Linked DNA regions of Callithrix jacchus: region 2 is linked to region 1. The links are chromatin contacts, called in public Hi-C maps. All regions are on one chromosome and are shown on one strand. Each heading gives the region's core, a stretch centred on a gene start, on an enhancer-like site or on the middle of the called end of the contact. The rest is flanking DNA. Distances are from core to core; before and after follow the strand shown. Region 1 overlaps DLGAP4 (DLG associated protein 4). Region 2 holds the start of AAR2 (AAR2 splicing factor).

Evidence for each region. Hi-C and Micro-C count contacts between places; a contact is called where the count stands out from the background.
Region 2: a contact with region 1 is called in a Hi-C map of skeletal muscle, with 5 times the contacts expected there. The contact joins the promoter of AAR2 here to the enhancer-like site in region 1. A contact is called at or near these places in 3 of 3 Hi-C or Micro-C datasets (induced pluripotent stem cells and skeletal muscle).

The regions. Positions count from the first base shown.
Region 1 is chr5:2,860,268-2,867,683 of calJac240_pri, forward strand. DLGAP4 (DLG associated protein 4) reads right to left here. Exons shown (of 12, transcript XM_035302668.3): 4 at 4,964-5,078; 5 at 2,082-2,132. Among named protein-coding and RNA genes, the nearest start is that of MYL9, 100 kb to the left of the region's middle. Within about 2 kb of position 3,699, at least 1 of the 16 cell types and tissues checked has an H3K27ac peak or open chromatin away from gene starts, as enhancers often do. A contact at or near this core is called in skeletal muscle, where this site is marked.
Region 2 is chr5:3,058,692-3,066,107 of calJac240_pri, forward strand. It overlaps AAR2 (AAR2 splicing factor), which reads right to left and starts at 2,689. Exons shown (of 4, transcript XM_002747224.5): 1 at 2,664-2,689. It overlaps EPB41L1 (erythrocyte membrane protein band 4.1 like 1), which reads right to left. Exons shown (of 21, transcript XM_078370980.1): 21 at 6,172-7,416.

The sequences.
Region 1 (7,416 bases), core at 2,449-4,948:
CGCCTGTTATCCCAGCACTTTGGGAGGCCGACATGGGAGGATTCACTTGTGTTCAGGAGTTTGAGACCAGCCTAAGCAACATAACGAGATCCTGCCTCTTATAAAAAAATTAGCCAGGCATGGTGGTGCACACCTATAGTCCCAGCTATTTGGGAGGCTGAGGTGGGATGCTCACCTGAGCCTGGGAGGTCAAGGCTGCAGTGAGCAATGATTACACCACTGCACTTAGCCTGGGTTACAGAGTGAGACCCTATATCAAAAATAAACAAATAAATAGTCATATATAGCTAATGGCTACCTTGTTGGACAGTGTGGATTAGAGAACATTTCCATCACTGCCAAGTTCTACTGTACAGCACTGATAAATTAAAATATAGGCCATGTGGCATACCCAAATTCACTCGGAAGGAGTGTTCTTTTTTTTTTTTTCGAGACGGAGTTTTGCTCTTGTTACCCAGGCTGGAGTGCAATGGTGCGATCTCGGCTCACCGCAACCTCCGCCTCCTGGGTTCAGGCAATTCTCCTGCCTCAGCCTCCTGAGTAGCTGGGATTACAGGCACGCGCCACCATGCCCAGCTAATTTTTTGTATTTTTAGTAGAGACAGGGTTTCACCATGTTGACCAGGATGGTCTCAATCTCTTGATCTTGTGATCCACCCACCTTGGCCTCCCAAAATGCTGGGATTACAGGCGTGAGCCACCGTGCCCAGACCCCGGAGTGTTAAAGAGTTAGGTGTTTCTCCTCCAAAACTGTGGCCTGAAGTTATGAAGAGACCCTGTGACTGCTTGGGGCATGAGGTCTTGCTTCAGGGTGGCACAGGAACCACATGACTCTGGAACTAGACTGCCAGGGGTCCAATGCTGGGCCCACCATTTCCTTGAAATATGAATGTAGGCAAGTCACTTAATCACTTCATGCCTCAGTTTCCCCACCTATAAAATGGGGCTAACTATAGTCCCCATTTCACAGGGTTGTGGGCAAGATGGAATGAGAGAATTCATATTACAGGCTTAGGATACGGTCCAAGAGAGTATGCACCTAGTAACCTCCACCCACGAATACAGGGTAGCTCTGTGGTCTGTCAACGTTGGTTAAGATGCTCTCAAGCGGTTGGTGCAGAAGCCAGCTGGTCAGTGCTTCTGGTGTGTGTATCACTGGGGATTTACTGTGTGGGGGGCACTGTTCTGGGGGCTTTGTATGTTAACACATCACACCCTTACCACTCGTCTATTAAAGGTAGGTGGGGAAGAGGTTGCTTGCCCCACTGCGGGCTCTTTAAACAACTTCTTGAATCATGTTCAAGAGGAACACACAGCTCCTGTGACATGGGGGAGATGGTCACAAGAGGCATCCATGGCTGGAATTAGGAGCTGGAGGTCTGGCCCTGGTTTTGCCCTTGTGGGATGTGTGGGCTTCACAAGTCCCTTGTCCCCTCCTGGCTACAAAGTGGGTTTGATCTCGAAGTACTTTTCTTGCCTCTGGTTTTTGGTCTTTGGCCTTGGAGGGAGGAGAGAGCCACTTACAGGGGCAGGATAGGAGTGTCTGGGAGACGGTGCTCTCCAGGCAGCCAGACAGTACCATGAGTGGCACCATCTCGCCAACCTGTGTGAAGCTGGAAAGTCTCCACACTCACTCCACACCCCAACATCCTTAAATGCCTCCATGGGGCTCCAGAAAGGAAAAAAGGCAAGGGATCTGGGGGCTGGGTCCTGGAAGCTAATATCACCAGCCCCCAGCCCCTGACGTGTCTGACTCAAACAGTCTTCCCGGGCCTGACTCAGGCTTTTCAGGAAAGGAGGGCAGGAGTCCTGGAGTTATTTCTTGCCCCATACACAGCACCTGTCTCGTTCTTCATTTTTGAGAGGAAGAAACTGAGGCACATAGAGGTGAAGCAGTAGGGGTAGGGGAGGAGGGTCAGAACACCAATGTGAGCCTAACTCCATCCATTGGAAGTAGCATTCCTGGTGATAGCTCTGCTTGTTCTGGCCTGGGCTGGGTGCTGGGACCACTCAGAGGGCAGGCCTAAGACCCAGGCCTAGATACTGGGATCGGGGTGCAAGAGAAGGGCAAACATACTAACCTGCTGATCATGGCCAAACAACTGGGGGATCAGGGAGGCCTGTCCAAAAATCTGCAGGAAAGAGAGGGTGAGGGTTATGGGAGGGTCAGGGCTGGGGCTGGGGTGGGGGATTCAGGGTCAGTTGCTAGGAAACTTGAAGCTGGCTGGTATAACCTCCTCCCCAGACTGGCTGGGACCCAGGGCTAGGAGGTCTCACTTGGCTTCTTCCAGGGAAGAAGGCTCACTCCTTCTGGGGCTGGGCATTACTGAGGACTTATAATCTGCTGTTTCAAAGTCCTGCTTGGCTGGGCATGGTGGCTCATGCCTGTAATCCCAGCATTTGGGAAGCCAAGGCAGGCAGATCACCTGAGGTCCAGAGTTTGGGAGATCACCCTGACCAACATGGAGAAACCCTGTTTTTACTAAAAATACAAAATTAGCCAGGCATGGTGGTGCATGCCTGTAATCCCCGCTACTTGGGAGGCTGAGGCAGGAGAATCACTTAAACCTGGGAGGTGGAGGTTGCAGTGAGCCAAGATCACGCCACTGCACTCCAGCCAGCCTAGGCAACAAGAGCAAAACTCCATCTCAAAAAAAAAAATACATAAAAATAAAAATAAATTTAATAAAAGTCCTTCTTTAGGTCTAGCCCCTGGAACCATGGATGCTCTGCCTGCTGCCTCTCATCTGGCAGGCAGCCCACCTGGGATACAGCTTAGGAATGGACCCCAGAGCCTGCTCTTCTCCAGGCTCAGATATCTCTGACTTTGGGGCCAAATATGTGGCTTGGGTCACTCAAGCTTCCAGGGTGAGGCTATGAGGGTCAGAGGATCCTGGACTAGGAGAGAACTGGGACTGCGCAGCGGGTGGTGGGTGAGGTCTGCTGGAGTCCCAGCCTGGCCTGTTCATAAGCCTTTTTGTATAGTTAAAGGTCAACGGTGTCCCAGGTGCCAGGCCCAGGCGGGGGTGGAGATGGGATGTGTAGAGGGACAGACAGACACAGAGAGAGACATGGAGATGGAGACACACTGCAGAGAGTCAGAGAAAAATGTGAATGAGGGGAGAGAGGAGAGAGAAAAACAGACAGAGACAGACACGGAGGGGAAGACTGAGACAAGAGAACGTGGTGGGATGGGAGAGACAGGGAAGGATACCGTCCACTCCGCAAACACCTACTGAGCATCTGCCCTGTGCTAGGCACTGTGCCAGGTGCTGGGGACACTGCAGGGAACAAGACAGCAAGGCCCCCGCCCCCAGAAAATCCCAGTTTTAAGAGGGAGACAGACATTCAGTAAATAAGCAAACGATTCTAATTCCAGGCAGTGATAGTTAAGCAGGGTAAGGGAACAGCGCCTGGGAACGCTACTTTAGACACAGTGATCACAGGCGGCCTCTCTGAGGAGGTGATATTTGAGCCAAGACCTGAAACTCAAGGAGGAGCCAGTTGTGCAAAGATTTGAGAAGAGAGCTCCTGCAAGAGGGAACAGCAAGAGCAGAGAGCTTGGGGCAGAATGACGCGGCCTGCAGGTATATCAGGAGCAGAAAGGAGGCCGGTGTGGCTGGAGCAGGGCAAGGGACAGGGTCTGACAGGGAGGCAGGGCCTAGGTCTTACAGAGCTGTGCAGGTCCAAGGAAGGACTCTGTCTTTCCCGCAGGTGCAGGTGGGAGCCATGGGAGGGTTTGGAGCGGGGGTGTCGCTTTGACAGCTCCCTTTTGCCACTGAGTATGGATTGGAGAACAGCCATTCAGGTGTGACTTGGTGGGGCCTGGATGAGGGTGGCAGGGGCAGGGGGTTCCCAGGGCTGGGGCGCTCTACCCTTCTCCATGTCTCAGGGGCTGGAGGAGGGGCTTGGCCAGGTCAGGAATAATGGAGTTGTGAGGAGCTGGGGTTCCAACACCTTCTAAGCAGTCCTCTAGCCCTGGTCCTGGGCCTGCACCTGGCTGCCCCACTGTCTACTACTACCAGCAGTTGTCTTCCCCTCTTGAGGGGCTCATCTCCCCATCCACACCATAGGGGGTGCCTTTCGGTTCTAGCTGGTTCTCCCTTTGCAAACCCTAAAGTGCTGAGTACATGGCAGGAGCTGAGGTCCAGGTCCGAGTTGGACAGCTCCAGATCCCTGCCCAAATTTGAGTTCTCCTAGCTGCATGACCTCACCTCTCTCAGCCTCGGTTGCCTCACCTATGAAATGGGGATACGGATAACGAGGCCACCTCAAGGGGTGGTGGAGGGCTCCAGGAGCTGGATAAGAATCCAGTGTGCAGCACAGTGAGCTCCTCACTGACACAGGCAGAGTTGCCTGCACCTGAGAGCCCAAGTGCCCCCTGAGCAGGTGGGCATAGAAGTCCAAAGTAGAGCAGTCACTTGCTGGAGGTCACACAAGATGCTAATAATGACCAGAAAGGCAGCTGCCTCCTGGTGAGCACATCGCAATCATGATTCCACTTATTCCTCTCAATAGTCCCTGAATAGAAATGCTCACCCTCCTCTGGTAAATCAGGAAACCGAGTCTCAGGGAGGGAAGGTGACTATCCTGGGTTCATACGGTCAAGTGACAAAACTAGGACTCGAACCCAGGTCTCCAGTTCCCTATCCTCATGGTTCTCAACCCAATGGGAAGTGACACGGCTCAGTGCCCTGCTGGCAGCCTGTGTTTACAGCAGTGGTATGGGCTTCTTCCCTTGGCGTCCTGGGTCAGGCCTCATAACTGTGCTCTCCAGCTACAGGACAGTTGGTGGGGCAGAGACACATACAGGAGGCTTTGGGAACAAGGGCCAAACAGAAGCACAGTACAGACATCTGAGGGTCACTCAGCAGGGGCTGGGCCTGGACATCAGTCCTCCTCCCGGATGGGAGTCAGTGCTCTCCCAAGCCCCCTGACCCTCCAGCCTGCCTGCTACCCTCACCTGGCTGATGCAGCTGGAGTCGTTGAGGCTGTCGCTGACGGGGGTGTAGTCCTCTTCCCAGCTCGGACACTTGGAGGGCAGCAGCATGTCCACTGAATCCAGGCGGTCCAGACTCCTGGTGGGGAGTGGGGAGCAGACAGGGCTCAGCCCACCCATTCTTCAGCCTGGGAAACTGAGGCTCAGAGGGAAAGAGACTGGCCAACGTCATCCAGTGGCAGAGGGAAAAACGGAAGTCACTGCCAGCCTGGGCAGTGTCGGGGTGATGAGCAAAGGGAGAACACCCTGCTTTTGGAGGCCTTGACCATCTGTGATGCACAGGTGGTCCACACCTGTGATGCCCCCTGCAGCCACGGGGTGGCAGCACCAGCCTGCATTTGACTGTTTAAGGCCCAAGGCTGGCCCTGACCAATTCTATAGCTCCTTTCCTTCCTCCCTGCAAGTCCGGGGCAAAAGTCCGGGACATTTCCAGAGGCTGGATAGAAGTGGATCAAGTTCTACAGTCTAGGGCTCCCCGAAGGGCATCAGCTCTGTTGCGATGTTCAAGTGGATTCTATCAGGCCCCTAGACTCACCCGGTACCTCCATGGCCCCAGCTCTTCAATCTGTCTCACATCTACCTGACCCTGGGCCTCTCCCAATCCTCGTTCTGGATATAAAATCCAAGCATCCTATAGCTCGGGCCCCTGATACAGAAGGATTGGAATCCAGCTTTCTCTACTGGGTGGCCCTGGGCAAGTCACGACTCCTTACTTAACTCTCAGTTGCCTCATCTCTAAAATAGGGATGACACTGCCTGCTTGCTGGGGCTGCAGTAAGGATTCATTCAGTAATGCAGATGAAAGGGTACCAGGTCAGGCACAGTGGCCAGCGGGCAAGTGCTAACCGACAGCAGCTGTTAACGATTCCTGCTACTACTACTGCTGTTATTATTGCTTCCCTCGAATTCTAGGCCTAAACCCCAGGCTTCCTGCCTTTCCCACCTTAATGCCCACCGGTCACTCAGAGAACTGTAGGATCTCAGTACTAGAAGGGATCTTAGAGATCCTCCAGCTCAGCCTCTTCACTTAAAGATGGGGAAACTGGGCTGGGCGCAGTGGCTCATGCCTGTAATCCCAGCACTTTGGGAGGCAAAGGCAGGCAGATCACCTGAGGTCAGGAATTTGAGACCGGACTGGCCAACATGGTGAAAGCCTGTGTCTACTAAAATACAAAAATTAGCTGGGCATGGTGCTGTGCACCTCTAATCCCAGCTACTTGGGAGGCTGAGGCAGGAGACTTGTTTGAACCCAGGAGGTATAGGTTGCAGTAAGCAGAGTTTGTGCCACTGCACTCCAGCTTGGGCGACAGAGTGAGACTCTGTCTCCAACAAAAAGATGGGGATGGGGAAACTGACCAGGCATGGTGGCTCACACCTATAATCCCAGCACTTTGGGAAGCCAAGGCAGAAGGGTCACTTGAGCTGAGGAGTTCACCACCACTCTGGGCAACATAGAGAGGCCCCATCTTTACTCACTCTCTCTTTCTCTCTACACACACACACACACACACACACACACACACACCTATTTTTTTTCTTGTGAGGGGGACAGAGTCTTGCTCTGTCCACCAGGCTGGAGTGCAGTGGCACTATCTCAGCTCTCTGCAACCTCTGCCTCCTAGATTCAAATGACTCTTGTGCCTCAACCTCTCTAGTAGCTGCGATTACAGGTGTGCACCACCAAACTCCTCTAATGTTTATATTTTTAGTAGTGATGCGGTTTTGCCATGTTGACTAGGCTGGTGCCTAACTCCTGACCCCAAGTGATCTGCCTGCCTTGGCCTCCCAAAGTGCTGGGATTATAGGTGTGAGCCACCACACCTGGCCACAAAAAATTCTTTTAAAAAATTCGGCTGTTGTTCTCTACCAAGGTGGAGAAGAATAGAGAAAAAAAAAAATAATTAAGCTGGGCATAGTGGCTCATGCCTGTAATCCCAGAACTTTGGGAGGCCAAGGCAAGTGGATTGTGTGAGATCAGGAGTTTGAGACCAGCCTGGCCAACACAATGAAATCCCATCTCTACTAAAAATACAAAAAATTAGCTGGGCATGTTAGTGGGCGCCTGTAATCCCAGACTAGGGTGGCTGAGGCAGGGGAATCGCTTGAATCCCGGGAGGTGGAGGTTGCAGTAAGCCGAGATCACGCCACTGTACTCCAGCCTGGGCAACAAGAAGAAAACTCTGTCTAGAAAAAAGAAAAGTTAGCTGGGCATGGTGGCCCATGCCTGTAGTCCCAGTCACTCAGGATGCTGAGGTGGGAGGATTGCTTGAGCACAGGAGGCTGAGGTTGCAGTGAGCCAATGATTGCACTACTGCACTCCAACCTGGTGACATAGTGAGACCCTGTTCCCCACCCCCAAGCCCCCCAAAAAGATGGAGAAACTAAGGTTCAGACAGGGACAGACCTGGGATTGGCTG
Region 2 (7,416 bases), core at 1,439-3,938, 200 kb after region 1:
AGAGATTAAGACAGTCCCTGCCCTCTAGGCACCAATCTAGCCAGATGTACAAACAAGATGCCAAAATTTCACACAGAAAACCTGCTGCCTGTTGACCTATTTAATTTTATTTGCTCTTTTTTTTTTTTTGAGACAGGGTCTGGCTCCATCACCCAGGCTGGAGTGTAATGGCACAATCTTGGCTTACTACATGCTCCACCTCCTAGGTTCAAATAATTCTCATGTCTCAGCCTCCGAGTAGCTGAGACTACTGGTGTGCACCACCACACCTGGCTAACTTTTGTATTTTTAGTAGAGACAGGGTTTCACCATGTTGCCCAGGCTGGTCTCGAATGCTTGTTCTCAAGTGATCCACCCGCCTCAGCCTCCAAAGTGCTGAGATTACGGGTGTGAGCCACCATGCCCAGCCCTGTTTACTTTTTTTACTTTAAATGAATAAATAAATAAAAAGTGTGGAAAGGAAAACCAATCCTGTTCCAAAAATAAGTACATTTTATCATTACCCCAAAACTACTACAAATGACTCTTACCCTGAATCAACATTTTTTCCCCCAAACTGCAAGTCACAAACTATCAGTGAATTAGGAAATCCATGTAAAGGTCTCAACCGGCATTACTTTTTAAATGAAAAGAACAGAACTTTTGAACATCACAATACATCATAAGTAGTAAAGCTAAGTACTGTTTTCTGGAGCTTTGTGTGTTTGTATGTACACTTGGTTGTGTCATAAAATGTATGTGTTACTGTAGGTCACAGTCATAAAAGTTTGAAAGACACTGCTCTAAATAATTTGTATCACTTTCTATTTGTAATTCTGAATTCAGAAAGTACTTAATACTTGCTGAATGAACAGAGATTCCATTTAGAGTAACTTCTCATCAATTAGCCATTTTCCCTTGTGACATCTGTGTGCTCCTCCTTGATAATGACATTTCTTTCATTCTAATTCCACCAGCCTGTAATTCTATTCACTATATCTCCAGCAGCTGGTACATGGCCTGGCACAGAGGAGATGCTAGGAAAAGGTTTATTAAATATGCACAGAACTCTGCGGTCTACCAACCCCTGTCACTGGCGGCTCTGTGAGTTCCTCACAGTCCTGGAACACCTAAAATCACATCCATCCCCGTCTCTCCACCACCTCCCTAATCCAAGCTACCATTGTCCCTCACTCAGAGAGTGCCTGCTCCTCAATCCATTCTCCATTCAACAGCAGTATCCGTTTCAAAATGCCAATCTAATCACATCACCACCCATGTCAGCCTCTGAGTGGTTTCCCATATCGTTCTCGGAAAACCAAAATTCTTCCTATGACCCATGAAGTCTGTATGGTCTGACCTCTGGGAACCCTTTTAGCTTGTTTCACACCATGGTCCCCAACAAGCTCTGTTCCCCTTTCGGACCCTGAAATTGGAGGCTCTCTCTCTCCAGATAGAAAACTCTTCCCTCTCCATTTTGTCAAATCTTTATTCTGATCTCAGCTCACTATTCACCTCCTCAGTAAAGGTTCCTTGACCCGGGGTTAGATCAGGTCTCCTGTGACACACTCTCGGGTGCCTTGTACCCTTCGTTTCAATTATCACCACTGGAGCTTTGCATGTTTGATTGAGGCCTGTCACCGTCACAAGACTGAGTCCTGCTGTATTCCTAGCACACATGAGACGCTTAGTAAATATTTAGTTAATACAAGTATGATATCCATTTTGTAAACGAGAAACAAAGGCTCAGTTCGGGAAAAGACCTCACTGGAAGTCACGCGGACAGTAGGGCAGAGCCAGGTTCAGTGCAGGAAGGGTCTACGGCCCCCCTGACGAGGTGGGCCTAGTTCAAGGCACTCCGCGATTCCAAGCCGAGAAGAGGGGCGGCCCGGCCACACACACACACGCCACACACACAAACACACACACACACACACACACCCACACACACCCCCCACACACACCCCCCACACACACCCCACACCCACACACACCCCCCGCACACACACCCCCCCCACACACACACCCCCCACACACACCCCCCACACACACACACCCACACACACACACCCCCCACACCCACACACACACCACACACACACACACCCCGCACACACACACACACCCCACACCCACACACACACCACACACACACACACCCCGCACACACACACACCCCCCCACACACACACCCCCACACACACACCCCACACCCACACACACACCACACACCCACACACACACCACACACACACACCCCCGCACACACACACACCACACACACACCCCCCACACACACCCCACACCCACACCACACACACACACACCCTGCACACACACACACACCACACACACACCCCACACACACACCACACACCCCCCCCACACCCACACACCCACACACACACCCCACACACACACACACACCACACACACACCCCACACACACACCACACACCCCACACACACCCACACACCCCCCGCACACCCCACACACACACCCACACACACACCCCCCCCACACAGACACCCCACACACACACCACACACGCACACACACACCCCCCCACACACACACACCCCACACAGACACCCCACACACACACCACACACGCACACACACACCCCCACACACACACACACAGAATCAGGAGAGGAAACAGAGGCCAGGAGACCACACTCACCGCCTCGCCCCGCGTTCCGAAACCGCGGAAACGCACCGGAAGTTCTCCGGTTTGGCGCCGGACTGGAGCAACCAAGAGAGCGGTCCGGCGGAGCCCTGGGTCGCGGGAAGAACGGCCCGTGCCGGCAGGTTCCGGCGGATCCAGTGTTGCCTTTTGTTATTAGTGTCTCGTTAATTGTGAACAACTTGGACTAAGCTACGCGTTTTATATCCCCATCCAGAAGCACAGCCCCCAGACATCTTCCTTTGGGCTCAAGCCGTCACGGTCACTAAAGCACCGCCAGGGCCATGGTTATCCGGTAGCAGCCAGCCAGGCGCTCGGTCACAGTCTCTGGCAGCCAGTGTCTATCCCGGTCACAGCGTCTCAGCTTCCAGTCACAGTCAGCCCTCAGAGAGAGACCCAGCCACCGGCCCAGAGAACCAGCAGCCGCTCCCTCAGTCCCTATGCCCACGATCCCCCCGTGTCCTTTCTGCGGGCCAAGTCCGACATGTCAGTCAGGCTGTCAACGCCTGGAAAGAACCTGCCTGTCTTGAGCGATGACGGTACTGCGAGTTTAACTCTGCACTATTAATCAGGGCTCCACCAAAGACGCAGAGCCAGTAGGAGATCTGTGTTAAGTGATTTATTGCAAAGAATTGGCTTAGGTGAAGCCAGATGCGGTGGCTCACGCCCGTAATCCCGGGACATCGGGATGCCAAGGCAAGGTGATCATGAGGTCAGGAGTTTGAGACCAGCCTGGCCAGCATGGTGAAACCCCGTATCTACTAAAAATACAAAAATTAGCTGGGTGTGGTGGTGTGTGCCTGTAATCCCAGCTACCAGGGAGGCTGAGGCAGGAGAATCACTTGAACCCAGGAGGCAGAGATAGCAATGAGCCGAGATTGCATGACTGCACTCCAGCCTGGTGACAGAGCAAGATGCCGTCTGGGAAAAAAAAAAAAAAAAAAAAAAAGAATTGGCTTATGTGATTTTAGGGCAGGCCACTTGGGTATTTCTAATCCTTACACTGGCCTAGTAAGTAGGTATGTATATTCCCAGTTTGCAGAAGAGAAAACTGAGGTTCAAACAGATGATGTTACCCAGCCAGAAAATGGCAGAGCTAGAATGCAAACCAAGGCCTGTATGTTCTTATCTCTGTGCTGCTGCTCCTTAGCTTGTCTGTCACATTTCCTCAGTGACAGCTGGACACGCCAATCTGTCTCGGTCAAAATTTATCTCTTAGTGGGTTGCAGACTAGACAGGGCCCTGCAGTCATGGTTAATCACAATGAGCTGCTGCAGGATTAACCAGAGACAGCCTTCATCAGTCACAGTCATGCTTATCAATCTCAGCCTGTCCTGTCAAGTTTCATTTCCTGCATGAAGAAGCTCAGCTCCCTCTTCACCCATCCCCAACTCCCAGTCTTTGACACTGAGCTCTGTGGTCTGGTCTCAAAGTCCCCGGTGGGCTCACCATCTTCTCAGAGACTCCAGGGCACTGAACACTGGGTGTAGAAGCTGTAGATGGTGACTTAGGAGGCCCACCTTTTGGGTTACATGTCCATTTAGATCAGAATGGCTCAACCTCAGCACTATTGATATTTGGGGCCAGATAAGTCTTTGTTGCAGGTGGCTGTCCTCTGCATTGTAGAATGTTTAGCAGCAGCCCTGGCCTCTACCCACTAGGCATTAGTAGCACCCCTCAGTTGTGACGTCCATTGCTAAATGTCCCTGGGGTGGCGGAGAGTTGGGGGGAAAGGAGGAGGGATCACTCCCCCACTCTCAACCCAGTTGAAAAATAATGATCTGGGTGAATTTACCTTTGATTATCCCCTGAAAGTAGAGAGGATGGCCCTTTATGGGAGGCAGAAATATAGATCAGGGTGTACGGGGCCTGAAAAATCATATGGAGACCCATTGTTTGTAAACAAAGTCCTATTCCAGAGCCCTAGGGATAACAGATTGCTAAAGGAGACCGACAGAGACAATTCAGGGAAGGATTCATGATGTTCCTTGCAGCAATTGCCTCTGACTAGAGACAGAAATCTGGAGAAGGCTGAAGAATCACTTTTCACTGCATAGTCTGTCATTTAATTAATTACCTTTCCAAAGAAAAGAAGTATTTAGTATTTGAAAGTATAAGGAAATGCTCAAGATAGATATATATATATTTTAAAGTATTTGCAATGGTAGGTACAAGATGACTTCAACTCTGGAAAAATACATACACGTGGAAAAGACTCGCTGGGGAGATTCGCAGCAATGAAGCAAAGTGGCCTGAGATGAGTTGCTTGGTGCAATAAAAGGAAAGTGTGGTGTGTGCACTTTAGGTGGTCTAAGGGATGAGTTTAGGTTTTACATGCATGATGGCTTTTAATTTTAGCATTTTTGCATTTATTTTATGAAGACCTCCTTTCTTGGCAAATGACATAAGCTTTTTGTTTGTGGAAGCAACATAGTTTCCTTTTTAAATACAGTTGCTTTTAAAGTGAGTCAATCTAGTTATTTTATTTTATTATTTTTTTGAGGCAGAGTCTCTCTCTGTCACCCAGGCTGGAGTGCAGTGACACCATGTTGGCACACTGCAACCTCTGTCTCCTGGGTTCAAGTGATTCTCTCACCTCAGCTGAACCTCCCGAGTAGCTGAGACTACAGGTGCGCACTACCACGCCTGGCTTTGTTTGTTTGTTTGTTTTTTGTATTTTTAGTAGAGACGGGGTTTCACTATGTTGGTCAGGCTGATCTTGAACTCCTAACCTCAAGTGATCTGCTTGCCTCGGCCTCCCAAAGTGCTGGCATTACAGGCATGAGCCATAGCATTTGGCCCAAGTCAATTTAAATAAAAATAAGTGAATAATGGGACAGGTGGTATGAGGATATGGGAACATATATAGAGGTTTTGGGAAAAGGCTGAAGTTGAGGATTGTTGTATTTTCTTTTCCACTAGGCTCTAATGTAGAAGGGTTACAGGAAGTGAGACCCCAACGTAGGTACTCTTGTTTCAGGAAGAGGAGGGACCATGCTGTTTCTCCGCTCAGCAACCCCCCACACGTCCTGGGGCCCGAATGCTTGCTGTCCCCCTCTCCCAGAATGTGCACCTGAGTTCCTCATCTTTGTTGATCGATCCCTCTCTTCATTCAGCTCACAGATCGCCTCCTCAGGGAGGCCTTACCTGGCCACCGTATTTAAAGTGGTCCCCTTCAGTGACCTTCCTTCTCTTTTCCCTGTGTATTTCCTTCCTAGTGCTGATTACTGTAACTGACAGCTTGTGTTGGCATCTGTTTCCTCCACTAGCCTGTGAGTTCCTGGAGGGCAGGGACTTTCGTCTTGTTTGTGCTGTGCCTGGAGAGTCACCAAGGCCTGGACCACCCTGAGCCCCAATTATTTGTTGAATAAACATGTTCTAAGTTGGGATGTCTCCACTTCAGTTTTAGCCCTTCCCACCATGCCAACTTGTACCAGTAGCCAAGGTCAGAGAGAGAGAGAGAGACAGAGAGAGAGAGAGAGAGAGACAGGGACAGGAGAGAGGAGACGGCATCAAACACATTTATTTCACTTTTATTGAGTATACAAGAACAGAGAGCACACGCATACAGCACGGAGCACTGAGGTGGGGGAGCATGGGGACGAGAGAGGAGAGAAGGGTGTGAGTAAAAAGGAACAGGACAGCATCGCAATTGGTTGTTAAGGTGCTTTTGAAAAAAGAAAAAAAAAGTATTTCGAGTGATGTTGCTCATGCAATTTCAGGCCAGTCTTGGAATGTGCTTGTAGGATTCAAAAACTGAAACAGGTCCTGGCACTTCCTATACCCTCGGATGGAAAAGTTCCAGAGAAAACAAAATAAAAGAAAATGAAGACCCGTGAGATGGCAGAGTAGAAAAAAGACCATGGAGAGCATCTGGTTCTCTCTGCTTATTTTGCAAGTTGGGAAACTGAGGCCCAAGAGGGGGAATGGGGATAGCCTGATGTCACATGGTGAGTTAGGAGCTGAGCCAGGATGGTGACGGAGAACTCCCGACCGCCCTCCAGGACTTTTTCCACTATGCTACATGGTCTCCTGGGTGGAGAGGCGGCACAGAGGATGAGAAACAAAAAAGAGAAAAGTAGGTTGAAGACAGACAAGACAAACATTACAAAGAGGAGGATGGGGAGGAAACAGTGCCCTAGATTCTAGCTTTGCAGGTCCCCTCCTCCCTAGTGGCACTGCCTGTGTCTCCATAGAAGGAAGGTCAGAGCATCCATGGGATGGCGATCTCCCAAAACCCAGGTGGCCCACAAGCTCCAGAAGCTAAGCCTGGTCACCTCATCCCTGCCCTGAAGCCAGGTGCACAATCCAGAACAAGGATCCTCCCTCTGATGTGTGTCCAGTGTGTTCAGGACTCCTGGTTCCTGCAAAGATGAGTTCCTGGACCAAAGTTGGCCCAAAGAGGATGGAGCCACCACTCCAGCTCTTGACCCAGAAAGAGAGAGAGTTCTCAAGTTAAGAAGGGCAGGAAGAAGGATTGCAGAAAGAACCCGGTGTATGGAAAGTGTGCTGCTGCACTCAGCGGGGTTGGAGCGGGCTCACCAGCCCATATCACAGGGAATGCAGCTGATTCTGCTGCCCCACTGAACTTCCCACTTGCCCAGAGAAGCAAATGCTGTTCTGATTTCCTGCCCTGCCTCAGGCCAGCACCAGCTAAGCAGCTAAGGTGCATGTCATCACTAACAAGCCAGCCAAGGGGGCACATCTGGGCCACCTGGGAGTATCCCTGGGCAATGCCCAATAGGTTGGC